Regions from separate parts of the Mus musculus genome. Here all the other regions are linked to region 3. A link is a contact called in public HiCAR-type and promoter capture Hi-C data. All regions are on one chromosome and are shown on one strand. The core of a region is the stretch at or near the end of the contact, and the rest is flanking DNA. Distances in the headings are between cores, read along the strand shown. Region 1 has its middle 55 kb from the start of Galnt3. Region 2 holds the start of Galnt3 (polypeptide N-acetylgalactosaminyltransferase 3). Region 3 holds the start of Csrnp3 (cysteine-serine-rich nuclear protein 3). Region 4 holds the start of Ttc21b (tetratricopeptide repeat domain 21B).

What was found. Promoter capture Hi-C pulls out the DNA fragments that hold promoters and counts their contacts. HiCAR-type assays count read pairs that join an accessible place to other places.
Region 1: a promoter capture Hi-C map of hippocampal neurons shows a contact between it and region 3, with 4 times the contacts expected there. The contact joins the enhancer-like site here to the promoter of Csrnp3 in region 3. A contact is called at or near these places in 2 of 39 promoter capture datasets (cranial neural crest and hippocampal neurons), 3 of 484 Hi-C or Micro-C datasets (cerebellum, forebrain and nephron progenitors), 8 of 115 datasets of contacts at active chromatin or transcription factors (VIP interneurons, astrocytes, embryonic basal ganglia and 5 more) and 1 of 9 other capture datasets (adipose tissue).
Region 2: a promoter capture Hi-C map of neural stem cells shows a contact between it and region 3. The contact joins the promoter of Galnt3 here to the promoter of Csrnp3 in region 3. A contact is called at or near these places in 5 of 39 promoter capture datasets (cranial neural crest, hippocampal neurons, liver and 2 more), 3 of 115 datasets of contacts at active chromatin or transcription factors (astrocytes, embryonic forebrain and embryonic limb bud) and 2 of 9 other capture datasets (adipose tissue and liver).
Region 4: a HiCAR-type map of astrocytes shows a contact between it and region 3, with 2.4 times the contacts expected there. The contact joins the promoter of Ttc21b here to the promoter of Csrnp3 in region 3. A contact is called at or near these places in 2 of 39 promoter capture datasets (cranial neural crest and pre-B cells), 6 of 115 datasets of contacts at active chromatin or transcription factors (astrocytes, embryonic basal ganglia, embryonic forebrain and 3 more) and 3 of 9 other capture datasets (embryonic stem cells, liver and macrophages).

What each region holds. Positions count from the first base shown.
Region 1 is chr2:66,176,186-66,183,079 of GRCm38.p6, reverse strand. No RefSeq gene overlaps it. Among named protein-coding and RNA genes, the nearest start is that of Galnt3, 55 kb to the right of the region's middle. Within about 2 kb of position 3,064, at least 53 of the 459 cell types and tissues checked have an H3K27ac peak or open chromatin away from gene starts, as enhancers often do. A contact at or near this core is called in hippocampal neurons and neural tube, where this site is marked.
Region 2 is chr2:66,119,010-66,126,545 of GRCm38.p6, reverse strand. It overlaps Galnt3 (polypeptide N-acetylgalactosaminyltransferase 3), which reads left to right and starts at 1,753. Exons shown (of 11, transcript NM_015736.2): 1 at 1,753-2,022.
Region 3 is chr2:65,842,425-65,849,917 of GRCm38.p6, reverse strand. It overlaps Csrnp3 (cysteine-serine-rich nuclear protein 3), which reads right to left and starts at 4,151. Exons shown (of 7, transcript NM_153409.5): 1 at 4,034-4,151.
Region 4 is chr2:66,252,391-66,259,380 of GRCm38.p6, reverse strand. It overlaps Ttc21b (tetratricopeptide repeat domain 21B), which reads left to right and starts at 2,764. Exons shown (of 29, transcript NM_001047604.2): 1 at 2,764-2,867. The coding sequence starts at 2,847.

The sequences.
Region 1 (6,894 bases), core at 1,815-4,314, 330 kb before region 3:
GAGTTGATTTTTGTGATGTATACCTTAATCAGAAATATAGGAAGTCTGGAGCCTAGACAGGTAGTTGCAACCCCACACCGCAGCTTCCACAACCGCCTTGCACGCGCTGGAAGGTCACGCCTGCCTTCTGGATGGAGGAGTCAGAGAACCTGGTTGAAGAAGCTCTCATGGAGTCTAGATCTGGATTAATGCCCTCCATGGGGAAAAGGAAGTGATTGGAAGTTTAACCTGCTTCAACTTTAACAAATCTTGTGTGAGAGGTGGGGGAACCCTGGAGGATATAAGTGTCTTCTGCAAGCCAGTGCAAACCTAAGGGAGGGCTTCCTGTAGGCTTGGTGGAGCAACCAAGGTTGAACTCTGGAGCAGACTTCAAGCAGAGGGGACTCCTCGGGTGGATTCAGGATCTGAGGCGAGCCGTCCTACTTTAGGACTGGAGGTCGCGTGGCTCTCTTGGTGCTGGGTGAGATTGTTGGGTTTCACACATGGGCCAAGGGGCTGAGGTGCATATTTAACATACCAAAGTGGACCTGACCTCCAGATTCTCCCAGCATCCCCACCTGTTATGTCTGGCATATCTAGCCTTCTACCACGAATTTTCTAGCCCAGTGGGTGGGCTTTCCCTCCCCCTAGAAGCTCCTCCCTGTATGGTCCAGACGTTATAGTCCTCCTCCCTTCTCTCTGTCTCTGCATGTTCTCCCTCCCTGCATGTGCATGTGCACATTCTTTCTACCCTCTGTCTCCCTCCCCATAGAGACTTCTCTGGCTTCCTTGGGTCCAATGAACTGACTGGACAGCAGCCTCCCAATGAATCCAACTTTATATAATCTAATCTGGCTTGAATTGACTCATTTCACCAGCAGAGAATAACTTATCAGAACTCTTTATAAAATTGCATGGGAAGGAAACTGCTGCACTCATGCACTTCTGGTTGAGACCATGCAGGACAAATGAGAGTCTGTCCCCGATCAGCTGTCCTGTTTCAAGAAGCACCACTGTGAATCCTCTGGGATCGAAGTGAGGGGTAGTACTGCTCCTTCCTGCCTGCTTCTGGTGTTACTGAGCTGAACTGTCCGCATGAAAACAATAAAATGGCCAGCTATCGTCACATCTACCTGATGATGGATTGCTATGCAGTTAACTATTGTCAAACTCAGTAAATGTTTTCCAAAGATACTTAATTGTCAAAATTTTTAAAGCTGGAAAAATATAATTATTAAGGTTGTATATTTGCCAAAAAATATAGACCCATATATAACAGTCACCACGTACACACAAAACTGAATGTATATTACCCAATTGTTACCTGAATTATAATTTTTTTCTTTGCCATGATGAAAGTTAACAACTATAATAAACATTTTATACTAAGAATAGGGCATTTAAAATTAAATTTAAAAGTTAATTAAAATTTAGAGGGAAACCTTTGCAAACTTCCTTTTCACTGTTTAAAGATCTTTTCTTGGTGAAGATGAGTCAGGGGGCAAAAAGCTGACCCTCAATTCTTAAACTTTTCTAATTGTTCCTAGAAAATATATTCTAATCCCCTGTGATTGCCAGAGATCCAGAATTGGAAGAGAGAAAAGAGACTTCCAGAAAATGAGTATGAGTGTAAAAACAACTGAATAAGGGAACACAACGAACACATCACCCTAAGGGGCCCAGAACACAGCTTTAGGAGGACAGACAGACCTGTGAGCTGGCCACTTGCCTGCATGTTGGGCTTTTGAGTAGTAATGGGGTTTTAATGACGATCTTCCCACATTAAATGGATTGGAATGGTGGAAATCACTAATGGCATTCAAGGTCACAACACTGGGTATAAACAGTCTTACATGTCACCGGCTCCTTGGAGGAGGAGGGGGGCCCCCTCCCCCTTTCAGGTTTGGATAAACCTTCCTTGAAGATTAGTGACACCCTAAAGAATGGAAGGTGAGGAGGCATAATAGGAATATATTTAGATGTGAGGACAGAGGAAAGACAGGGTAGAAGTTTTTATTTGCCTGATTACTTTTTAAGATAGATGTATTTTATATATTGAAATGTTAATGGGGGAAAGTCAGAAAAAAATGAAGGCACAGGAAATAACAGATGGGGAAATATAAGGAGGAAAACCAGGGCCCTGGAACTTTAGAAGAATGAGTGAGGGGTGAGTGTACAGTTCCTGTAAAGGAAACGGGGGGGGGGGGGGGGGGACACAGAACTTCAGAAGGTGCTGGCCGGCACATACAAAGGTGGCTGGAGGAACCCTCGCGTTAATGGGCTTCCGCTGTATGAAATAATCTTTGACCAAGGGCAGCCCCTTATCCTACAGAAACATGGCGTCTTATCCTACAGAAACATGGCGTCTTATCCTACAGAAACATGGCGTCTTATCCTACAGAAACATGGCGTCTTGGCTCAGACTTGAGGAATTCTTCATGTATTTCTTTGTTCCTGGTTGTGGTTGCTGGAAGTCGGGCCCTCCTGACTTGAGCTGGGGAGTGGCAGGGTGTGGCACTGTGACGTAATAAATCACACATAAATCTTAGGAGCAAAAATGTGCTACCTACCTCCTAATGCTTTTATTCAGAACCAGATGTTCTTTTAGAGAAATGCTTCAAGCTACGATCTGCCTTCCCGTGCTCGCGCATCAGCGCATCTGGCACAGTGCCTGTGAATGTAATCTGAGCCCATAAATGAGAAAAGCTGAGTAACCAGAGGATTGCTGAGAGCCTCCTTCCGAGGGGACGGCCTCAGGAGGGAAGGCAGTCTTTAAGTCAATCAATTTTCACATAGTGTTATTTTTATCGTCTTAAAAGCAAAAAAAAAAAAAAAAAAGAAAGAAAGAAAGAAAGAAAGAAAGAAAGAAAGAAAGAAAGAAAGAAAGAAAGAAAGAAAAGAAATTTTGGCAATCTTAAACTGTTTTTAAGAAAGCAGGGATATTTTGAGAAAGTAATTACTACTTCCGTTTCTGCCCAAGGCAGCCTAGTTGTATTTTTAATGTGGGAAGTGATGTAAGAGCCTGGGAGAACACTTTGCCTCAAGACCCGGTGCTATGGCGTAACAGGCAGCATCACACTCAGATTCATCGCGAACACTGAAAGGCTCACTCGGCTTATCTGCTTTCAAGAAAACTGACGAGCCAAAATACCGAACTGCAGGAGTGTCAAAGCCAGACGTCGAAATCAACTGATTCAATATGTGAAAACTGGTAACTGATGAATGAAAACTTCTGTTCACTTCCCACCAGGACCAAAATCACAAAGTACAGAAGATACTTTGATACAAGAATTACAGAGGAGAGGAGTGTGTGTGTGTGTGTGTGTGTGTGTGTGTGTGTGTGTGTGTGTTGCGGGGGCGGGGGGGTTCCCTTACTTTCCAGCATGAGGAGATTCAATATCTAATTACCCTGCCCACCCACCCACCCCACAAGATGATCCCACAAGTCCTCTGTTTTCCACACACTCATAGAAAAACTCATATACACAGAGACATATAAAACAAATAAATGTAAGAATCATTGAAATTTCGATTTAAAAAAAAATCTATTTTTTGAGCCCAGAGTGTAGTACTGTGTCGTTTCTGCAGTTAGTAAGCATGTGTTCATGCATGAACACACAGACATGGGTCAAGCAGGTGTACTTTGCATGTATACATGCATGTTTTAGGAATCACTGAACTCACATCAATTCCAACTCATTCACAGAGCTCTTTCCTCCCGAATCATTTACACGAGGCTTCACACTGAAATCCCAATCGCAACACATTGATTTCTCATGAATCCATCTAAAGTTCAGAATTGCCTTACCCAAATAACCATAACAAACAAACCCACTGAATCCCATTTGTTACAGTCCTCCCTGCCTACGTATACACACACACACACACACACACACACACACACACCACACTACCAACTTTGATTTTCAGTCCTGGTAAATGCAAATCTACTTTAAAATGCCCCCATAACCATATCCTAGTAGCACAAAGCATTTAAAAAGTCACACTGAAGAAATTTCTTGCTGGTAAGAGTATATGCTGTGCTCCATAGAGCAGCTTTGCCGCCTCCTTGTGTTTCTCTCCTTGCAAAATGAATTCCATCTTTTCCCATGCCAGCACTGTCATACTAACGATGTAGTGACAGAAAGTTGAACAGGAGACTCTGCAGCTTTAAGCAAAGCACCATGGGGTGAAGAATGAGAGTTGAGCACTTTTGTTAAAAATTGCGTAGAGAAACGGCGTTATTAGAAACTGATTTATCTTCCCATGGACCCTAAGTATTTTCAGATTCTGCTGTGATGCTCTACATGGCAGCTATAAATATCTACAAAAGAACTCGGAGGGAAATGTTTTCTTCCTATATTATTAAAACTATGAATTTCTGACTCATAGCAGCCAACACTACTTTCCCTTCCACCGATCCTTTCAGACTGCTGCCTAACTCATTGAGTGAATCTTGGTCTTTCCTTGCAAAGGATTTATTTCCCCTATTCTTTATTTTGTATTTACATTTTATATCTGCTTTCTTGAGTCCTGCAGACTCATAAAAATGGTTTTGAATAGCATAGCAGCAGAGATGATGGGGAGGTCAGCTATGTTAATTTCAAAGTGCCCCAGACTTCAGTGTGAGGTTGCCTAGCAACCCATCTCTCAGGCCTCCTTTGTGGGTGAGAGAAGAGAAAGCAATTCTTCTGTATACTCTCAAGCTGAGATGGCTTTATAAAGTGAAAAATCCTTTGCAAAGGGTCCAGCATAACCCCTGTTTCTCTTCTCCTGCCCACTCTGTGCACTTTACCCATGATGAGAGAAAGACCCCATCCTTTGATGCTTGAGATCTGATACGTACATAAAATAGACCTAGGTGCAACATGGTCAAACGGCACAAGTGACCTCTTTCCTAACATTGGATTGAGATACATTAATTAAACTACTCAGCTTCCCCTTTCTTTAATATGAAAGCACACTTTCCCCCTCAAGTTCTTAAAGCCAGTAATGTTAAATGAAACAGCAACTGCCTGCTGAGCATCGGTTACCATAGCGACCCAAGCCAGTAGAGGTGTTTTTCTCCGTAGGCACAGGATGGCTGAAATATGTCCAACCAGGGGACGCAAGCAACATGCTGACTAGAAATCAGCATCTGGGAGGAGCCTGCTCTGTTCCCTCTTATCCACACGAACTAAAAATAAAATAAAATAAAATAAAATAAAATAAAATAAAATAAAATAAAATAATGAAACCTTCTGCTATTTCCTCAACAACTGAGAATTGGACTTCAGTGGGTGGCAGAAACACCCTGTTGAAGCATATAGGAGAAGACGGGGAAAGCTACGGACCAGTAAAACCCACATCAACGGCTGAGAGATCGTGACGAGATCCACTGCCTTTTCAAACAGCACTAAAAGTACAAAATGAAAGGGGTCAGCTGGAGACTCACATTGTAAAAATACTTATGTCCAACTCTTAAAATCATTTATAATCTATGCTCTATCATTAGTTTCTGAGCAGAGAGCACAAGAAGGGAGCACATTTTGGTTCAGATCAATATAGTTTTACTGGACAGTCTTTCTGACTTAGAACAGTGTGAGGCACACTGCTCAGTACTCGTCTGACTGGCCTCCAATCCTGGATGAGTACCGAGAGGCCACATAGCATCTTGGGCTTTTGCACCAAACAACCTAGATTTTCATCTTGGCCCCTTCTTAACAGTGCAACTTGGGGCAGATTTTCTAGGCCTTTGTAGTCTCTGTTTTCTGGTATTTAAAATGGTACTTAAGAGTAGATTGTTGACATGCAAACAAACAGATAGATGTGAAACAGTTGATCCAACACTGGCCCGCTGTCTGTCAGGAATTTGGCATGAGCAGGAAATGCTCACACAGCAGGTAGAAAATGCTCTGCCTTGTGTTGTGCTTAATATGGGAGTAGTAATGCAATCCCAGCCAAAAGGACACACCCGCACGGGAGCCTCGCTGCAGATTTTCACACACACATTGGTTGCTATGTCATCGTCTGTGTATCCTGACACTCGCACCCCTTGAGGGTCGACCTCCAGGACCACTTCAAACAAGAAGCTTCTTACTCACATTTTACAGCTCAGTCTTGTGTTCCTAGCAATAACTTGCCTTTACAGAAGTAGAGAAAAGAGTGGACAAGGGCATCCAAGTGCAGTTCACTAATGGAGCGGTCAAGGTTGCTAGCAGTTATATAAAATGCAACATGTGTTAATTTCTCAAATACCTTTCCTGAGCACTCATTTTCTTTTATTTATTTTTTGTTTTTGTTTTTGTTTTTTTGTTTTGTTTTTTTGAGGCAGGGTCTTTCTGTGTAGCCCAGGCTATCCTGAACTCACCTTCTAGACCAGGCTGGCCTGGAACTCACAGAGCTGAGTCTGCCTCTGCCTCCCCGAATGCTGGGATTAAAGGCCAGGCACTCATTTCAACAACAGTGTGATTCCTGGTAATTAGCAAGTCACTCTCACAGCTTATGAAATGTGTATCCCTCTACACATTGCAGACTACTGAACCCAATCCTTTTCGGTCCAGAGATGAGGGGTGGAGCTCAGATTATGACTGATTTACTACATCCATTCACAATGTGAATATATTTACATATGTATATACATATAAACAATGTTATATAGTGTGACCCTACACACACCAAGGGCTCATGAGCTCAAGGCAAGATTCCTAGTGTGCTGGCACTAAAAAGTATTAGAAATTTGCAGACGTGAGACCTAATGAACAGTGATTGAGTCACCTCAGTACTCGCTTCTGAAGGGTGTTTCTCCCAAGACTCCTGTTAGTGCCCCCCCAAACTAGATTATTATTAAAAAGTGTCCATCTCTGCTTTTGGCTTCCTGTTTTACTCTGTGATCTCTAATTCACTATATTATGTTATGAAACCATGATACATACC
Region 2 (7,536 bases), core at 504-3,003, 280 kb before region 3:
CCACTCATCTTGCAACTTGGGGCCTATTTTCTCTCATTCTCTTTTGGTAAGCCTTCCCTAGCTGCCCTTCCCAGTTGTTTTCTGCTATGACTAGTCATCAGTGCACCTCCACCTGCGATCCTATACTGCCGTCCTGTTCTGACCCTGCTCCTGTCAGTGGAAACCGTCACTGTTAGCCTCCCGGTGAGGAGTAAGAACTGACCATCTTCGGCTCCACGCATCCTTTAGGGTGGGCAGTGCACAGGAAGGGAAGAGGGATGTTGTGGTTTATACACTTAACATTTCCTCCAAATCCCCCCAAAGATGAGCACTAATCTCTCTCCATTTAAACACAAGCAGCAAAAAGACGTTGCAGAACCAAAAAATTAAAATGAGTTTTGGAAATTAATGTTTTTAGTTTTCGGCCCACAGATACACAGTAGATAGTTATTATGGTAATATACACAATATACACGTGCCTCTTAAATCTTTATTTTCAGGGGAAAGAGGAAGAAGGAACTTTTAAATGATAATGCTAAAATGTCATACAAAAGTTCCTGGATGCCTACAAAACAATTGGAAATAAGCAAAAGAAAAAAAAAAGTTACCTAAGTTGCCGAACTATATGAAGCTATATGAAGTGAAACTATACTACAACAAATGTTGCACATAAGCCAAGTAAAACTAACACCTGTTGATAATGTACTAAGATTTTAAAACTTAGTTCCAGTTCACATATAAAACTCATAAGTTAGGAAATAAACACCGTGAGTGTCAAAATGTGGGAGGAAGGCTTCCATCATTCTTTATAGGAAAACTCATCACTGCGGAATCAAACAGGTCGCCCAGAGTCTTTAGCTGTTTTTCCACTTCCCTGAATACTTTTGAGAATAGTCAAATAAAAAGTTCATAGAAATGTGTAAAAGCAATTTGAAGTCCTGGTTTTGAGTGTCAACGTCTCCAGAACAGAAGGCATAGTGGAAGGGGTGGGGGGGCACGGTGTAAGTGTCTCAAACACACTGGCAAAGCCTAACATGTTTAAGAGTGTAGGTTCTCACCTTGCAGAACAGATGTTGGCTTTTAATCTACTCTTCAGTGAAAACAATTCCTTTCCAGGAAACCACAAACTCTGCCCAAACCCTGGCAGAGGGGTTCTCCCCGAGGGCGCTGCTATCCCTCTCCTGTGGATATTGATTGGTTGGTCTTGCAATAGATAGCAACCCAGGAAGGGGTGACGGTGGACCCCAAATCAACTGAAACTTGACCAAAATACCAGAAGCTCTACTTTGAAAAAGGGAGTCGCCTCCTTGGGACCTGAGGCTTCCCTACCCTAGCGCCGGCGGCCAGAAACGGAAACCACTCGCTGCGCTCAAGTGAGAGGAGTGATGAAATCAAGGCTACAGGGGAAGGAAGCTCACCAACCTAACTGGTGACAAAGCTGCTGAGCCTCGGGAGGAAAGCAGCACGGTCTCCCAGGGGTCCCGGGGAACGCCGCACCCCTGGGTTTGGACCACCCGGAGAGGAAGAGGAACCGCGTGGGGTTAGGGGTAGGGGGAAGTGCGGCTCAGATTTCTCAGCGTCCCTGCCAGTGGGCTCTGGGTACCAGGTGGCCGCGGCGCGGGGCAGCGCAGGCTCGGCACTGCGGAGGGCTGGCGGGCGGGCAGCGCGCGGGCGGCGGAGGAGTTTGCTTGGCGCGCGCCCGGCCGGCCCGCGGCTCACCTGGAGCGCTCAGGTAGGACCGGGGCGGGGCGCGGGGCTGGCGCGCAGGCGCGGGATCCGGCCTCGCCCCTGCCGACGTCGCCGGCGGGAGCTCACCTGGGAGACTCGCAGAGGAAGAGGAGCCTCGGCGTGGCCTCGCTTGGCAACGCGGGAGGCCCGGCGGGAAGGCAGGAAGCGGCGGCGGAGGAGGAGTTGAGCCGAGCGGCCACGAGAGCCACGGCCACCCGAGTCGCCGGCGTCGCCACCTGCACTTGGCTCTGGACCCCCGCGGACAGAGCCCCGGCCGGCCGCCGCTTCCCGCCGCCTGCCCTGCCCACCTGCCAGGTAAGCCGGCGTCCAGCCGACCGGGCTCCCGCAGTCCCAGCAAGGGGACAGCGTGCGGGACGGCCCCGGAGCTGCCCGCGGCCGGTTGGACGCGGTCTCGAGAGCGGGTTTCAGTTGCTCCCCCTCGGGAGAGGCCGGCGGGGATACCGATCACTCCTGTCGCCGGGTCCCCTCGGCAGCCCCAGAGCCTCACCGGGGCAGAAAGTCCCCCTGGTACCCCTGGGCCCCCTGATAGTCCTCGGGAGGGCGGGTCTCTGGCGGAGGCGCTGCTCAAGGCTTGCCAACTTGGGCTAGCAGGTTGCCTGCCCACTCCCGGGTACCGAGTGGGCCAAACCCGCTACGGGGAGGGCTGTGGTTGTGCCGGGCAACTTTCCCCGCTAAGCCCAGACAGTCCTAGATTGGAAAACGGCGGCAGCCAGAGCCATCACGAAGCTTGCCGACTGGTTTGGAAGGCGCTCGGTGGTCGGGACCTGGGCATCCCGCGCACTGCACTTTTCCGGGTGCCCTCCCCGAGCCAGAGCTGCGCCCACTTTCCGGTTGAAGGTGGCAGAGTCCAGGTCTTTGTGGCAGGAGGAAATGGAACTGTGGTTCACCAGCTGCCTCCTCTTAGAGGACCTGTTGACTTAAGGACCAATGTATCTCGGATCTGGTGTGCCTGTGGCATATGACTCAAAGGTTCAAAAAAAAAAAAAAAAAAAAAAAAACCAACTTTGTTTCAGCATCCTGCCACGTCTGAACCTGGAAGTGCCAAGCCCAAATTCCTGTCTACCTAATTAGGATTTTCGAAAGCCTATGAATTAAGGTTGAAACTACTCTTAGCATAGACTTAATACTTAATTCCTTCCTTCTGTTTTGGGAACTCCATCAAGTTACCTTCCTCCCCTTTCTGATTTTTTTTTCTTTTTAAGAAAATGTTTCTAAGTTATGGCTTGATATTGAAGTTACACTACCTAAGGTACATCTGAACTCAAATACTTTTGTAAAAATTCAGAAAGTTACATTTGAATTTGAGAGTTTCTGGTTGTGAGAAATTCCACTTTTATCATCTAACTTTGAGTTTGTTACTTAGACATATGAGTTCAAAACCACACCCTATAATTATTTCTTTTTAACCTTTAACATCAACTGAAACCTAACATGCATGTTAGTTGAAACATTCTGGGCAGTGTATTCATACCAAGCATTTCTTATACACTGTTTTAACCAACATTTTTTTTTCATAGAAAATTTTATTAATAAGTTCCACTCTCTAGGTGTGTTTAGTTCTGCCTTTACCAAGTTTTAAAAACATATATTTAGGTTGTACATGCTTTCTTTCTATATATTTTTTAAAAAAATATTTCTAAATATATATTTAGATTGTAAAATACTTAGCCATTACATGTTTCTTAATGAGGTGTAATTAAAATTTTTTAAAAAGAAGAAAGAACCCCACCCCCACCCCCCCACACACTATAACAACACATAATTGTTAATTCAACCAAGGGTTTTCAAGAGCCTCACCCACCTTCTTAGTCATGTCTCCATCCTGAGAAACTGACGTGCTAAGTGCTATTTGAACATTGAGCAGATAGTACCCCCTAAATTTTGACTCTCTAACTACTGGGCAAGCATTATCAGACCATGAAGGGGGCAAAAGTAATATGTTCCTGTTAGTTGTAATAACAAAGGGACATTGGTTTCTATCTGTAAAGGATGGGATTGGGGGTGGGTGGGGAGTGTTTTTCTATAGCACCATCATGAAGACTTAAGAACCGTAGAGTATCTTCGAGTGCTAACATTCTTGGACTCCCCTTCCTGCCTTGGCCATCCAGTCAGTCCATCCTGATTGAATAGCTGAAGCCCAGAAGGGTGTTCTAACTGTAGTGCACCCTGCAGGTGCTAGAGATAGCATTATTCTGGTGGCTTGACTGCGGGCTCCCAGATCGTACTATCTCACCACTCTCCTGCCCACTTATCATAAGATGCCTATCTTCTTCTTTCACGGAGTTTGTAAGGGCTTTGTAATTATAGGAGAGTCCATTGTTCTGGGGCCAGCTCTCCTCTCCTCCCATTTCCACCTTGCTCTGAGTAGACTCGGGCAGACTTGCTTTCCCCTGGCTGAGGTTTCACGTGTATATTGGCGGTGCCATATGGACTGAGATTTTTAATCCCTTTTTGGTATTTCTGAGACACAGTTGTTTTTTTTTCGAGCCAGTTTGGATGACATTAGTCAGTTCTGATCTTTTATTATATTGGCTTCAACCATATTTTATAAGGCATAGACCCAATGTCTCCTATCCACTTGAAATAATCTAGACATTTGGTTTCAAGTACACTTCCTTAAGACCAGTGCTGTAAAAACATTTTTTTAAACCCACAATCCTCTAATTTGAAATATTCTGTTTCAACCCAATACATGCTGGTGAGTATGTATGTGTATAAATGAAATGAGTTTCACAAAACAATATTGTTAGTGACTGTGTGTGTGTGTGATTTTCAGAAGCAATATCTATCTAACCTTAGAATATGGATGCTCTTTTTTTTTTTTTAATTTGCCTTCCTATACAAATTGATTTCATGTCCGCTAATGGCTGGTACCTGTAATGCTAAAATGGTACTCTCTTGTGAATACACATGGTTTTAAGGCTCATTGTTCTAAAAGCTTACTGTCACACACACAAATAAAAATTTTATAAAATCATATTGCACTCCTACTTAAGCATTTGGTGGAGGCTCTAGGATATCGACACCAGATTAATACATCAGGGCTACACAAAATCTCATTCTGTATTATTGTACTTTAAATGGGTTCTTATGCTGTAGTATATTTATGGACAGGGAAAAAACTAGAAATGCTTTTGTGAGGGCATATTGATGGTAACAATTATCAAGTCAAAGTTTGAGACAGAAAAATAATTGTCACACACACACACATACACCTCAGTGCTAATTTTGTTCAAAATTTATGGCTGAGTTCTAGTTCTGTTGGAAATTATGAAAAAAAAATTTGTAGGGAATGCATAGCCCAATTTCATATGTATGTATGTATGCATGTGTATTTGTGTGTATGTATGTATATATGTATATATGTGTGTGTGTGTATGTATATATATATGTGTGTGTGTGTTTATGTATACTTATATAAATATATTTTATAAATATATATATATATATATTCTGTTAATATTTTGACTTATTATGAAACAGGTAGAAGAGATAAATTACAGGAATCATTTCCATAAAATACTAGATTTAGAATTTAGATTAAAGTGCTGATTTATGACTTGACAGAGAAGATCACAGGCTGCTCTTCCAGAAAAACCTTCAGTTCCTAGCACCCACATGGCTGCTCACAACAGACTTAATCCAGTTACAGGAGATCTGACATTCTCTTCTGGCCTCTCTGGGCCTGCACACATGTGGTGCACACATACATGCAGACAAGACATCTGTACATTATAAATATATACAAATATATTGAAATAAATCAGTAAATTAGATCAAGGCCGAGAGTATTGGTATATACCTTTAACCCAAGCAGGTGTGAGGCAGAGGCAGATACTGGTCTACATAGTGAGTTCCAGGCTGACTGAAGCTACATAGCTGAGATATCACATTTAATGCCCCCCCCCCCCCAAATTAGATCCTTGTGTGATTTGTAGGGATATAGTCTTGGAAAATCTGATTGGGGATAATTAACATTTTCAAAGACATTTTTAACTTGAACCTTTCCTCCTTCAGAAAATATTACTGTATTTTATAATTCGAAAATGGATAATACAGAAATCATCTAGTTCTCAGTTTACAAGTTGTTGTAGCACATTTGGAATAAACAGATCATTTGTTCGTCTAAAACCTGATCAAGAAGAAAGGAGGAGTTTGTGGTACCTAGCCAGCTGTGCACCTGGTTAATACAGGATTGTCAGTATGATATAATCGGAGTCATTTAAACAGAATGTAGTGTCAGTGACAACGTTGAGGTTAAATCAGTTCCAGGAGTGGCAGGAGACCAAAATGCATCAATTTATGGTAAAGCAGCGGCAAGTAAGATGTAGAATTCTGGGTCACTAGTGACTACTGACAACTAGACAGAGCCTTCCTTCAGCACTCTCTGAATTGGGATCATAATTCTCTAACCTTTTCTGTCTACTTGCTTGAATTTCAAACTATGAAAACTAATTTGCTTATCTATATGATTGCCTGCTGGGTATCTTTAACTTATCATAATACCTGGGGATTATACTTGTATAAACCAGGACCTTTATCATACATAGCACAATCAAAAACGAGAAAGTTTCACTTCCTGTAGTCTATTTATAGATGTTAGAAATTTTACCATGTCTTACCCACAAAAATTGTGTGTGACTCATTTGTTAGCAAAACTAGAGTTCATTTGGGATCAACCTGAGCTGTCAGGAAACTGCCATCTATATACCACTGGGAAATGTATCGATGCAGGGATAGTGCTGATTCTTGTTATATAACAGCGCCCTAGGCCACAGAGGATTAGGTACTTAAACCGTGCTACTATCCTAATTTTCAAAAAACCCTCTGGCTCGAGAATTGGGAGGAATAGACTATGGTCTATAGTACTATCTGGGTATCAGGCTACAAATACATAGGTTGTTTCTTAGTCTTCTTTTTTCAATTTTTTATTAGATATTTTCTTCATTTACATTTCAAATGCTATTCCGAAAGTCCCCTATACCTTCTCCCCCCCCCACCCCGCCCTGCTCCCCTACCCACCCCTCACTTCTTGGCCCTGGTGTTCCCCTGTGCTGGGGCATCTGAAGTTTGCAAGACCAAGGGGCCTCTCTTCCCAGTGATGGCCGACTAGGCCATTTTCTGCTACGAATGCAGCTAGAGACACGAGCTCTAGGGGTACTGGTTAGTTCATATTGTTGTTCCACCTATAGGGTTACAGACCCCTTCATTTCCTTGGGTATTTTCTCTAGCTCCTCCATTGGGGGCCCTGAGTTCCATCCAATAGATGACTGTGAGCATCCACTTCTGTATTTGCCAGGCACCAGCATAGCCTCACAAGAGACAGCTATATCAGGGTCCTTTCAGCAAAATCTTGCTAGCATATGCAATAGTGTTGCGGTTTGTTGGCTGATTATGGGATGGATCCCCTGGGTGGGGCAGTCTCTGGATAGCCCATCCTTTCGTCTCAGCTCCAAACTTTTTATTTCTTAACCTTGATTCATTGTCTTCTACAATAGTTACCACCTGAATATTTCTGTCCCTCCAAAACACATATATAGAAATCTAATTTCATGGGTGTTAGTGGACTGGCTTGATTCTGTGAGTTTAAGGACAAGGCTGGCTGGTTTACATAGCAAACTATAGACTAGCTAAGGCTGCTAGTCTAAAGTATCTTAAAATGAGCCTTTGGAAGGTGATTGAATCATGAGGGCTCTGTTGGGGTAGGACAGTTGGAGACTTGGTAACTTTTTGTAATTCAGCTATGTGGGGTGCACATAAAAGTGTGTCTGCCGTGGGAATGGGCCCTCTCTGTGCATTGGATCTTGT
Region 3 (7,493 bases), core at 2,902-5,401:
TGTACATTCAACAACTCTTAAGTCTAGTTTGACTATTTAGCGCATTGTTGAAATCCAAACAACTGACTGAGAAATACAATGTCCTACCCAGTGACTGAGATTTGTGGATTCTCCAAGTGCTGCCATTGGCTTGATAACCAACCCCACACCCTGCTCCTTGATAAGTGAAAGTATAACTAAAGAGCAGTAATTGTTTTGTATTGAATTCCTTTTTCTTCCTACATAACTCCTACACAAAATAGCAGGTACTAATATAGAAGAAAGCAAGAATATCATCTAATCGATAACATTTTTGAGTTATGGCACCAGGTAGTAAATGTTAATGTGAGCTTTTATTTTCCTGGATCACTTTACGTATGTAACATATGTGAGACTGGCAAAATCTGCCTCAAGCTTTCTTACCCTGATGTTATTACACTTTCTTGTAAATACCGGAGCTTCGTTTCCAGAAATGGGGGTTCATTTACCACACTAGCATATTTCCATTATAGATGTAAAGTTGCCTACCTATGTTATGGAGGAAGCTATTAAATATTCATTTTCCTTAGTGTATTTTATGAGGCTTGAGAGGCCTGTACAAAAGCATCTTCAAAGGTAGCAGGGCATTTTTAGAAAATAAAGATACATAAAACTTTATAGATGTAAGTAATAAACTGAATTTCTATGTTATTTAACATTGCAAATACGTGTATTTGGTACATAATCTTCAGGAACTTGAAGTATACTATGACTGCACCTGATAATGAGGTCGTTTGCATGGGTCACATGACCAGCTCTTGGTCTTTCTGTCTTGTTAGTGTGCTTTTCAATGTCATCAACATTTATGCTGAGAAGATTTACTCACATTATTTGAGAAAGACTAAATATGCCCCACTATCCTTGGGCCCCCAGAAAAGGAAAGCAGACATGCGCTGACTGAATTGAACTGTACATGACGTACTGGTTAGACAGTGAGTATTTTAGCACGCGGTTTAAGCACGCAGTTCTGGATCCTGCTCCACTGCTTACCCTAAGCCTAACCGGCTAAGATCACTCTTATGGAAATAAAGTATTCCATATCAAAGGTGCTTAGGCAAGCAGTGGAGAGATAACAGAAGCGAGAGCCTCATTTGCATCACAACAATAAGCAAAACTCAAGGATCCCCTTCTTAACAAATGATAAGGAAGTGCTCAGGGTGACGGTGCTGCCTTCAAAGCACACAGAAGGAAAATATTTTAATTTGAGAATTTGCCTAGAGCCAAGTAGGATAAAAATTGTGATGGGCTTTTTTTTTTCTTATAAAGAAAAGCCATATAAAAACAAAGCTTTACTTCAGACAAAGAAAAAAAACTTCAAATATATATGTGCACATATAAAAAATGTATTAAATTTAGAATGAATTACCTTAATATTAAAACAATTTCTTTAGCTTGCTAGAATGGATAGTCTTTTATTCATTAGCTTGATTACCAAGGTAAGTTAATGACTGAATTAGTCGAATGTGGTCTGGGCCTTCAGTTAAAATGGTCCTTATTCCATTGTATCCAATCCAAACTAACTGCTCACCACTCATGGTCTAGGCATGCATTTCCAGGTTCTTTTATTTATTTTATTTTATTCTTTTAGTTTACCAAAACATTATAAATAGTTTTTCATTTTTCAACAGATACAGTACATGGCTAACTTCTGCAACCTGGAGAGAAAAATGAAATCCAACACTTTGCAGAGAAAGACCAAACAAACCTATATTTACATCTGAAAACCAGCTACAAACCTATATTTACATCTGAAAACCGGCTGCACCCGGAAAAAAATAAATGACCTTGTCATATCTTACTGAAGAGCTTTGGAAGGGTCCCACTTGCCTGCATCATGTTTTCAATCTTTTCCCTCCAGTACAAAACAGACACAGACAGGCACACGTGTGCGCGTGCACACATACACACACACACACACACACACACACACACACACACACACACACACGCTTTTCCCCTGCAGACTGCAGTAGGAGCTGCCACAGTTGTCTCCCTTTTTTCCATAAGCCTTGCAGACATCTGCCAGTGTCTGATAGGAGATGCTGATGGAGAAAGGATTTATCTACTCTCCATCCAAAATATGTGAGCCATTAAGGAAATTATAAGAAGCAACAACAATACGCTCTGCTTTTATTCAAAACCTTTCCCTTAGTGATTATTAAAAGGATGATATTTTTAGCTAAAGAAAGCAAAATGCATCTGCAGCAGCTGGTTTCCAAGGCAACGGAATAATTTAAAACCATGTGGAACTCTGCTCTCTAATTTTCATCAATCCCCCTTCATTCCTAGAGGTAGCTTTGTTCAGAATTTATAATTCCTTTTTTTTTTAAAAGAAAACATCACTGCATTGATTGATTGTCCGTGCCACATTCCAGCAGCTGAATATTTATTTAGATTTGCATACCACCTTAGGCTCCATGGGGGTGGGAAACTTGAATTAATTGCAATCATCGTTTTGTTTGAAAAACCAAAAATTACTTTTAAAGAGAAACATCAACAGTGAAAAACAGGGAGAAATTGTAGCATGATGTCATGATTTTTGAAAACCAGAAATGGTTCAAAACAAACCATAGGAGAGATCAACATAACATCTGATCTTAATATCTGTTTAAAGATATTAAGTATGTTTAGGAAGTTCAAAGGAAATATTCATTAACTTGAGTAATCTTTACCCACTATCCAGCAGTATTTCCTTCCCGTTTAATTTCTTAAGAATTTGTTGTGTTTGTACCATCTTATTCAAAGGGTTGTACCACCCATCTTCCAAAATCAAAGCAAAAATAAGACCAAATTTTCTTAGAAATTACAGTCATTCTTAGTAAGTTTTAATTCATTCAAAGGCAGCAAAATATTTACATCACTATTATGATTGTGTTTTACTCCAGTCAACAGGTATTAATTGGATGCCAATGTGTCCATGACTGTACTATTTTTTAAGACCTCAAAGGTAATGAGTTCCTCTCAGACTTAAATGATCTTATAAAATATAATCTACAGAGGAGCTAGTGTTGTGGAATAAAATTATTTTTGCCATCTTTATTACCATAAATATAACATTTAGTCCGTACTGCTAAAAAAAAATCTTTCCTGGTTTTCATAAAAGAAAATAAAACTTAATGCCAGGCATTATAAGCAGCTAGTAAAGTCAAAACTTTAGGCGTACTAACACATAACTGCTGTGAGGCTTTTGCCAGCAGTGTGTAGTGGAATTTCTTAACTTGACGTATCTGATGCATAAATGAAACGTGTCGGTCAGACCCTACTTTTCACAGCAAAGTCTCGTCTTTCTCAATTAGGCTTCCGTGCTTTTAAAGGAAAACCGTCCCGTGCATGTTGACAGCTACCGATAGATCTTTACTTCATCACCACATGGAAGCTTCACATTTGCTGACAAATGCTGCAGCTACTCGGCACCAGATGCACAGAACGAAGAGGGTTTGCATGCACATAGATCGTTCATTCAAAGTCTAGGCTAAAAGAAACTATAAACAAACAAACAAAAAAATCATAAGCTCCTTGCTGGGTCCTAAATATAAAGACCCCCATACTGAATCCAGTATGTTCTGAGAAGGCTCCATTTTCTCAGGACCTGTGGAATCTATCAAGCTTTGCTCATGCCTCCTTTGGTTTCCATGAACACAGCCTGATAAAAACACACAAAGACACAGGATTTTATCCGTCCGTTGTGCGTTTGCTTAGATGGCTAATCCGGAAAAGACAAGTTCCTCAGGGTTTTGTGCCTTTTGTATTTAAATCGGAAAAGGGTTTTTGCAAACCCAAGAGCTGCTCATCTAGGCTTCCCGTAGTCACTCGAGGGACAGGTTTTTCGGGAAGCGCCTTTAGGATTCCCACATTCCCTAAGATGCTTCTACTAGAACCGAGCATTTCCCTTTAAAAAAAAAAAAGAAAGAAAGAAAGAAGGAAGGAAGGGAAAAAGAAAGAAAGGAAGGAAGAAAGAAGAAAAGAGAGAAAGAAAAGAAAAATAAATTTCTTTTCGTCTTTTTTTTTCTCTTACCTGTAAATATGGTCTCTGTACTTGGGCTCCAGCAGAACACACTGAGAAGAGCTCACTCCGCCCTTCATCCATCAGGCCGCAGCCAACCAATAACAAAAGCCAGATCCTGGCGTCCTCCAGCTCTTGCCGCCTGCCTGCTCTCAGTCCTTGCTCCCTCCCACCTCGAGCTTTTAGAGGACAAATCCCTGCAGCAGAGGGAGGAAGGCAGTGGGGAAAAAAAATGAAAAATGGAGAGACAGAACAGAGAAGAAAAATATTTCAAACAACAGCCAGCTGGAGTCAAAAGTCTTGTTTTGGATGTAGGAAATCAGGGTTAATCTATGCCTTGCCCACCATAAGTCAAAGCAAGCACCGAGGAAAGCCTAGGTAAATCGCCTGTTTCCCCTCACCCTACTGATTTTTTCCCTTTAGTAGAAAAAACATATACACGTCCTCATTGCACGTTTTGAGTTATAGGCAGAGAAAGAGACTGACCATCAATATTGCCTTTTCAAAGGATCCAAGGGAAATGAATCAAGCATGACATCTCTTACTGGTGACATGACAACCTCTGCTTGGCAGTGTTTCTATTCATAGTTCTGGGGCCAGATCAGCAGAATACACATTTTTCAAACAGAGTAGAAGAATATTCAAATAATTTGGAGTTGTGTGGTTTGTACAACTTCCGATTCCTTAGATAGCGGCATTAATTTGTGAATACTGGAGCTTGTTAAAGATTAAAGAGGCATCGGCCACTTGGTTGCAAAGCCCCAAAATGGCTAATTGGACTCTAATTTTGCTCTAATAACCCTGGGCAAAATCATTTCACTTCTGAACTGAAAGGCATAGCATGAATCAAAGAACAATTGAGGAAAACATCAGATTAGATTTATTTAAGGCAGCAAAGCAAATTCATATGCAGCTTTGGGGAGGGGGGGAGGAATTGCTTTAAGAGAGGTCTCACTAAGCTGCTGTGGCTAGCCTGGAACTCACTAAGTGAACTACCTAGGCTGGCCTCAAACATAAAAGAGACCTGCCTGCCTCTGCCTCCTAAGTGCTGGGATTAAAGGCCAGTGATATCACAAGTAGCCAAGAAAGCTAATTAAACGAATGAACAACAACAGACCCTAATAAAGCAAACCAGTATTCTTTGTATTTAAAAACGCTACTAATTGAATCAGGGAGAGAATTCAGTGGGCAAAGGCTCTTGCTCCCAAACCTGACAACCTGAGTTTAATCCCCGGGCTCCATGTATTAGAAAGAGACAATGACTTCTTGAAAACTGAACTCAGATATCTACACCAGTGCCATGGCATGGGAACACACATACACACACACACACACACACACACACACACACACTTAATATAAAATGTAAAACTCGCTGCTGATTGCAGTCATTTGATGAGATATTCTAAGAAAGCTTCCTTGAGAAGACATGAATTGATGGTTGTTTTCTTTTTATTTGTGGTGTGTGTGTGTGTGTGTGTGTGTGTGTGTGTGTGTGTGTGTAGGCTCTAGGAGGAATCTAGAGTTGGACGTATACGTTGTGAGCTGCCTGAGGTGGTTGATGGGAAATGAACTCTAACCCTGTAGAGGAGCTACAATCTCTTGAGCACTGAGCTACATTCCCAACGACTTTTCCCTCACCCAGTGTCCTTCTTGTCCCTCACCCATGTCCACATATAGATATATCTATGGGTCTGGTTCTGCAGTTTCATAGGTCAATGGCTTTATGGGAATTAAACCAAGGGGAAGAAGAGGAGGCAAACAGGGAGATTTCTTTATGTATGGAGGTACCTGGTCCAAGGACACACCTTGGATAGTCTAGAGATAATGGTACAGAAGACAAAGAAAAGTGACTGGAGACTTAACATGGAGCAGATTTTACGAAGAATTGCTCTGGGGCTGGATATTAGGTCAGTGTACACATGTATGAATAGAATTCTTGTAAAGAAGCTGTGTCTGCAAAGGCGAACTGACTGGGGAGAGCATCAGACATGCAGAATGGTTGGAATGTTGCAAGTTCAGAGCCAAGTTATCTCAGAGCATCTTTATCCCCTTCAATACCGTTTATTGCCCTTCTTTATGCATAACACGGCATCTTCTGTAAACATCGGGTAAATCTTTTGGACCGGATTAGCAGACCTCTTATTTCGACCGTCCAAAGGGCCAACACTGCTGATAAATAGCAGCTAAAACAATGGCTCTCAACCTGTGGACCCAGACCCCCACAGGGGTCACACATCAGATATCCTGCATACTAGATATTTACTTATAATTCATAACAGAGGCAAAATTGCAGTTATGAAGGAGCAATGAAATCACTTACTGTTGGGGGACACCACAACATGAGGAACTACACTAAGGTGTTGCAGCATTAAGAAAGCTGAGAATCGGGGGCTGGAGAGATGGCTCAGTGGTTAAGAGCACTGACTGCTCTTGTGAAGGTCCTGAGTTCAAATCCTAGCAACCACATGGTGGCTCACAACCATCTGTAATAAGATCTGACACCCTCTTCTGGTGCATCTGAAGACAGCTACAGTGTACTTACTTATAATAATAAATAAATATTTAAAAAAAAAAGAAAGCTGAGAATCACTGATTTCCCCCCTCTTTGCTGTAACTCGCCAACTTGGCTGTGTTCACTGATGTATTTGAAAAGTATATTATTTTATAGTCTTCTCTGTTCTGTTTCTACTTAAAAAAAAAAAGCATGTAAATTTGCTGTGAATTAGAACATAGTATTTGGTTGAACCTAGATCTGTCTTCCTAGGTCATGGGTTCTCATATTTGGCTCTGAAATATACCATCTCGTGTATTCCTGTGAAGAGAGAGCTATTGCTTTCATTAATGAGTGTTGAACAGTGTCTATCAAGCCATGCAAGCTTTAGGTATGGAAAAAAATGGACCGATTTTACTTTGGTTAGACGACTATTTAAAGTAGGTTTTATTTGTGAGGTTTTTTTTCCTTGAGATCATGTTTACTGAAACTTTGAGGAATATTTTTGAAGGTCCCAAATGATCCTGGAGAAATCAGAAGCCCCCCTCCCCCCCTCTTCGAGGTTTTTAAGTCAATTTTTTTTTTAGAGTTAGAAAGAAAGAAAGAAGAAAGAAAGAAAGAAAGAAAGAAAGAAAGAAAGAAAGAAAGAAAGAAAGAAAGAAAGAAACAAAGAAACAAAGAAACAAAGAAACAAACAAAGAAAGAAAGAAGCAAACAAACAAAAAACCTAAGCCAGGAGAGCTGTAAATCTCAGCAGCTGCTCAGAATGGAGATGGGGGTGGGAGTGGGGGATGGGGGGACGGGGTGGGGTGAGGGGAGCGCCTGGGAAGCCATACTGTTTGAGTTAAGCAAGCATAGAGGTCAGCCATATGGCAAGCATAGAACATGGTGAGGGAGGGTGAAGCCTAAGGTGTTAGGGAAGCTCATGTTTAGCAAAAACATTTTTAGAAGGGAAGAAAGAGTTATGCCTTTCCGGAA
Region 4 (6,990 bases), core at 1,515-4,014, 410 kb before region 3:
CAAATCTTTAAAATTTTTCCTGTACCTATAGTCTAGGGACATGTCTGTGGAATGAAGTTAATTTAGTTTTAGAAGTTCATACGTTTCTGGGAGCCCACAAGATGGTTCGGTAGGTAAGGGGCTTCCTGTGAAAATGGTGACCTGCATTTGATTCCTGTTACTTGCATAAAGAGAGAAGGTTGGAATACACTCCACATAGTTGTCCTCTGATCTCTTCCTGTGCACCAAGGCACATGCACAAATACACAATAATAAAATTTTGCTGTTCCCCATCCTTGTATAGAAATTGTGACATTATGTATTCCCTTCCTATTGATATGCAAAGACTTTTATACACACACCACCTCAGGCAAGATAAAGGACAAGCATATTGATGTGTGTGCCCAGCAAAATAATCTTAAGATGGAGAACCTTTGCTCAATATATAGGGCTAATATTACACTTAAACAAAAATGCTGGTTCTCCAGGTGCGATCCTCAGACAGGAAGCCTCAGCAGTACTTGGGAAAGTGTTATAAGCACATGCTTTGCCTACGTGGCTATGCCCACTAACTCAGAGTCCCATCAGCACCTCATCAAGCCCCTTCCACATTGTATACCCTAAGTGATTGTCACATGAACCCGAGCTTGACAGATATTGCAGATAAAGCCTTCTTTGTCTTTCCCGTAGGACAACAATGTCCTCCAGGGACCAAAAACATATACACAATTTTAAGTAAATATATTTGTACATTGTATTTTAAATGATGTACAAATCAGTAGACAATAGTCACTATGCTTGTGAATGGGCATAAATTTCTGTGTTAAAATTAATGTATATACGAGAAATGTACTTTTAAAATGTGTATACAAGAAGTGTATATAAGAAGAAATTTTCTTTTTCTTTTTGTTAGAGGTTTACTTATTTTATTTATATGAGTACAGTGTAGCTGTCTTCAGACACACACCTGAAAAGGGCATCAGATCCCATTACAGATGGTTGTGAGCCACCATGTGGTGGCTGGGAATTGAACTCAGGACCTCTGGAAGAACAGTCAGTCAGGGCTCATAACCGCTGAGCTATCTCTCCAGCCCCCAATTTTTTTCTTCTTAATTTAATTAAATTTATGACTAATCACCAGTCCCATTTATCTAACAAGAACATTTTGTTCTTTTAAAGATGGTGTGTCTTTCCAGTTGTCTATCTTGAACTCATGGGCTCAAGTGCCCATTCTGCCATGGTTTCCTCTGTAATTGGGACTAAAGATGTGTACCCCTGGCTCTCAACACTAATTCTCACTCAGTATCATAAGGCCCTTTCTGTCCCAAGACTCCACTGAAACTCAAAAGGCTTATATGATGCTCAAAAATGTGGAAACTGGTGGTTTTCACTGGGATACAGTGCGATATTTCAGTGCACACATACAAAGAGCAGGGGTCACATTGGAATAATTAGCATCCCCACTGCTTTGTCATGACCTTAAGTACCTCTCTTCTTGATAAGATAGAATTCTAGAACTGTCTACATCATTCTGCCTGTTTTTTTTTAATTGAAATGGATTCTTCTCTCATCCCAACCACAGTTCCCCCACCCCACTCTTCCTAGCTTTTCACCACATCCGCTTCTCCATTCCTTTAGATCCATTCCCCCTCCCTCTCCTCTTCAGAAAGAAGTAGGCTTCTAAGAGATGACAGCCAAACAGGACCAAAATACAGTAAGACAAGGTAAAAGATCTCATACGGAGGATGGAGAAAGCAACCCGATTGAAGGAAGAGTCCTAAGAGCAGGCAGGAGGCCCACTAAAACATCAGTATAACGGCCACAGCTGCCTGCAGTCCTTTAAAGAATACAAGCAGAAACAAATTAGTGTGTCTAGATGCCCCTCTCAGTCAGCTTGCTGGATCTCATGATAAATACACTGGTGAAGATCTTCTAAGGAAGGCTGCCAGGAAGCAAACAGAAAAGCAAAAAGAAAAGCAAACAGCAAGTCCATGGTCCCAATGTCTTCTTCAAGGTCACGTGAGAATCTTCTAAAGTCCTTTCATTTGGCCTCATCTATCAAAGGTTCCACCACTCCCAACAGCACACGGGCTGGGGAACATTCAGCACGTGTGTCTTTGAGGGACAGTTTAGATCCAAACTACAGCAAACACTTAAGAAATAGAAATCTAAAAGAGGTAACCACATATTTTTAAATAAGACTTTGGGGGTGGAAATCTGGCGGAGCAGTTTAATAAGCACTCGAATAGCAAAATTACAGCAGCGCCTGAAAAGATTTAGAACAAGCCCAAGCCAGGCTTCAAGGTTTTTGCCGAACTGTGATTTTTCTGCGCCACCTTGTGGCCCAGACACGATTACTACACGTGTCAGGTAAATCATTTTCCCTGGTCAAGTACTAAGCCGCATTGCGCAAATCGGCTTCCACAAAAAATGCTGAGAAAATGGAGTCGGCCTTTGTTTGCAGGGATGAAAAGCGGCATGGCTCTCCCTCCTATTTGCTGCTTCATCATCTTTATTCTTTAATCTCATATCTCTTGCTCCACCCAATCCCTCCTCCTCGCGCCGTTTCCAGGCTGGACCTCCCTCCTCTAGCCCCACAACTCGGCAGCACTCAATGCTCAGCGGATTCCAGCCCCAGTCGCCCTCGCGGTCCTCCCTCGGGGTTCCCTCCTCGCCTGCTCCGGTGGCCCCCTCCTTCCTAGTCCTACAACTAAGCTCCGCCCCCTCACGCCGACAACCAATGGAGATCGGGCCACGCCCCTCGTGCTGCACGCCGCGTCCCTTAGGGTTTGAGGGCCCGGGAAGTGGGTCTGAACCCCTAACCCTGCGGCGGGCAGCGGTGGGCACCCTCCGGGTAGCCGGCGGCCATGGACTCCCAGGGGCTGAAGGTGAGCGGGCGGCGCGGGGCGTGGGCAGGGCGAGTGGACTGCGAGGTACAGGGTGGCTCGGGCAGCTGATGGTGAGAGCCTGCGGCCTTGGCGGAGATGCTGCGCCCCCCGCCGGGATGATCCCGAGGGCTCAACCACTGCCTTGCGGTTAACGGCCAGCCCCCAGCCTCCTGCTTATGTTGGCTTTGGACTTCTCCTGGGAAAGCCTGCTTAGTCTCCAAGTGTGATTTCTAGGGACTTAGCGAGCTAATGTCCTCTACCCGGCACTCACCTTTGCAAGCGGTTAACGAAAGTCCTTTAAAAGGAGGAGTATTATAGATTATGAAAATGGTCTTCCCATAGTTGCACTCAGCATATATTTCAGAAATGGTGAAAAACAAGGACAAGGTTTGGAAGCCTTTCGCGATCATTCCCCTCCCCTCCCCTCGCATCCCCTCCCCTCCCCTCTGTCCACTTTGGGACCTGTTCAGTATTTGTGGAGCGCTTTTTCTTGGGTGACTCCCGGAAGTTGGAGCTAGCTGAACAGACTCCTGGACATGAGATTTACTCATTCAAAAATCCAACACTGGAAAAAGTTCTTAGTACATTTAGCAAGCATTGGTTGACTGCCTTCTGTGTGTTTTGCACTATTTTCTAAGTACTTGCAATACTGCAGTAAAGGTGCTTAGTCTTGCAACTTTCACTTGATTTATGAGGGCTGACCCCACAAGCTATTAAACACATGAATGTCATGAGAACTACTGATTATATTCAGAGGACAGTGGGTGCTGACAGTTAGGGAAGACCGAAAGGTTTGGCTTTTTTTTTTTTTTTTTAATGAATTTCTACATTACCTTTTCAAGTTTTTCCTCCAACTCTTTTACATGTTTTATCCCTCATTTTATCCAAATGAGTTCTGCACTAAAACCACTTTAGTGATAAAACCATTATTAAACTTCTCATCACTTAGCACAGGAGCGAGTCGTGTCCTAAAACTGAGGCTGCTGACCTTGGCTTCTTCCCTTTCCAGTTTGATCAGTGCAATATTCTATCTAGAACAAGGTTCTTGAACAAGGAGTGGCAAGCACCGTCTACAAAATGCCAGATGGTACCTACTTTAGTATCTCTGTCCATCTGCAGTGACGTTGGTAAGCAGCTGTGGATGTACCTAAATGAAGGAGCATCCTCATATGCCAGTACATCTTCATGAGCTCTAACGTTTGTCTATGAAAGGTTTTCCCTGGCCCTTCTTCTCCAACTATTTTTAGCTCACTACCCATACAAAACCAAGTGGGAAGAAAGCCAGACATATCTTGGACCTACCTTCCCTTTGGACCTATCACTCTGGTTTCCTACCCTATTGTAGAATAAGGGCTGGCTTTTAGCCCCGCCCATCACCACACCCAACCCAGGTACCACACTCTTATCTCCATATTGCTCTTCCTCTGCGTTTTACAGCCCTGGGCCTTTCTCAGAAATATTCCAAGAGAAATACGGTGTTATATGTGGAGGAGATGGAGTAATGTGTTTATAATTGAAGAATCGGCTCTAGCATCCTCTGCAGGAGTGGGTTCCCTGGTCACCCACAGTTACCAAGCTGAGTACAGTATTCTGTATTCCCCAAAGCGAAGTAGTGCCCACCCCACATTCATTATAGCATTGTGTCCCAGCGGGTGTTCAGATTACAGTTTACCTGAATGTTCAAGATTTTTCCATGGCAGTAAACACTCTTGTTAACTTTTCTCAGCATCTTATTGATAGATTCAGAGTACAGTGTAGAACAGGATAGGTTATACTCTCTTCTCAGTATCTTACACAGTACCTAATACTAGAAAGTAGACAGTCCAAAAGTGTTTGCTAGACCGCTGAGCATGGGGATACAAGCCTACTCCTGGCACTCTGGCGAAAGAGTCAGGAGGAGAGCAGGTTTGAGCCAGCCTGAGCTACATTAGGAGATCCCACCTCAGAAATCAAAAGGAAGATTGTTGGACTAAATCGTCTATCTCGAACCACAAGCATACCAACAGGTGTGGGGAGCAATATGAAATCCATGGAAAGGGATGCACTTAAAGACGGCTTTGATTGGCAGGACTGGGTAAATGAGAAGGGGGTGGGGAGCATCACGGTTGGTTTGATGGTTTAAACAGCAGGTGGCAAAGTACAGGTACGGAGCTGAGGAGAGAGGTGTTGGACAGGCCGCAGAGTTTTGGCGTAACTTACTCCTAGGTTTTCAGACAAGGACCTTCACAGCATTATCAATTAGTCCTCACAACCACTGCTAGGTCTGCTTTAATAACTGTCGCTTCTCTATGAGCAAAGGTGTCACACAGGTGAAGACTTGAGGCCATGTCTTTGCACCTTTAAATCCATGTCTGCCTTTCAGAGCTGTAGTCTGTGAATCATTTTTCACACAGTACAGAAGTCAAGGAGGATAGTATTGTGGCCTAAATAAATAGATAATAAATAAATAACGTTAGTTCATTTTGATCCTGGAGATTGCGGAAGTTGGGGGAAAACCAACTGTGATTTGCTGAGGTAGGTTGCGGTTGTCTAGGATATGGAATATGGGCCACTCTCTCCAGAAATGAGGTGGAGAAGGGGTGTGAAGCAGAAGCCACAAGAGGGAGCAGAGCAGAAGTTCAGAGAACGTTGCATGACTGTGATCTAGTAAAGGTGAGGGGTATCCCTACAGAATCCAGACTGTAAAAGAGCTGTCTGCATGCACCTATGTCCTTCTGTTTCTTACTCATGTGGTCCTGACACAGTCAGACAAGGGCATCTCTGTCTATGAAGTAAGGGAGCCCGGCAGTTACAGTGATGTCGAGAGTTGGGCCTTCCCTTTTTGAGTAGTCAGCAGCTAAACCTTAGATGCATTTTCAAGAAAAGTAGACCCAAGTTATCCCATGTCCTGGCTATGACAACTCGACACACCCAGGGTCCTCTGAGAATAAGAAAGTTCAGTTGAAAAAATGCCTCCAATTGATTGCCTGTAGTCAAATATCCAAGGGATTTTCTTGATTGATGTGGGAGGGCCCTTCTCACTGTAGATGGTGCTGTCCTGGGCTGGTGATTCTCTGTGATATAAGAAAGCGGGTTGAGCAAGCTAATAAACCACACTCCTCTATGGCCCTCTGACTTTCTCCGCACTACAAACTGAGATGAAGTGAACCCTATCCTTCCTAAGTTGCTTTGGTCATTGTGTTTTATTAGGGCAAGAAATCAAGGAATCATTCTGGAGATAGGAACTGAAGCAGTCTTAGTTAATTTTCTATTGCTGGGTGCAGACACCATGACCAACGCAAGTTGTAGAAGAGTTTATTGGAGGCTTGCTTGCATTTTCAGAGGGTTAGAGTTCAAGACCGTCATGGTCATGAGCATGACAGTAGCTAAGAGCTTACATCCTAATCCCTAGGGAAGGAGGTCGGGACAGAGATAGTGAGAAACTGAAAGATAGAGACAGAGAGACAGAGACAAAGACCGAGGCAAGGTGCCTCCATAGACACACCTCCTCTAACACCGCCAAACCTTCTAATCCTTCCAAATCAGTTTCACTGACTAGAGATCAAGCATTCAAATATGTGACCCTCAGGTAGTTATTCTCATTCAGCATACCACAGTGGAGGAACACTGCTGGCCGCTTACTGTTTGCTTTTCATGGCTAACTCAGATATATATACATACATACACACACGCACATATGCATACACACACACATATGTACACATGTGTATATTTTTCATGACTACCTGCTCAGGAGTGCCCAGAATGGTCTGGAGCCTTCCACATCATTCATTAGTAAAGAAAATGCCCCACAGCCTTGCCTTCAGGCTAATCTGAGGTAAGGATTTTGTCAACTGAGGCTCCCTCTTCCCAGATGACTCTAGTTTGTGTCAAGATGACAAAACCAAACCAAATAAATATAGCAAACACCAAGAACAACTAACTAACCCTAGCCTCTTCATTTTTTTTTTTGGTACACATTTTTTTTTGTTTTCTTTTTTTTCTAAACTCTTCAAAAAGTTGTAGCCAAAGGAAGTAAAATATAAACATAGTCTGACTCCAGTATTGTTGAAAAAAAACTAATTAAATGGGGTAGGGGGAGGAAATTACCCTGAGAAAGCAAAGCACTGATTTGTCAGTAATT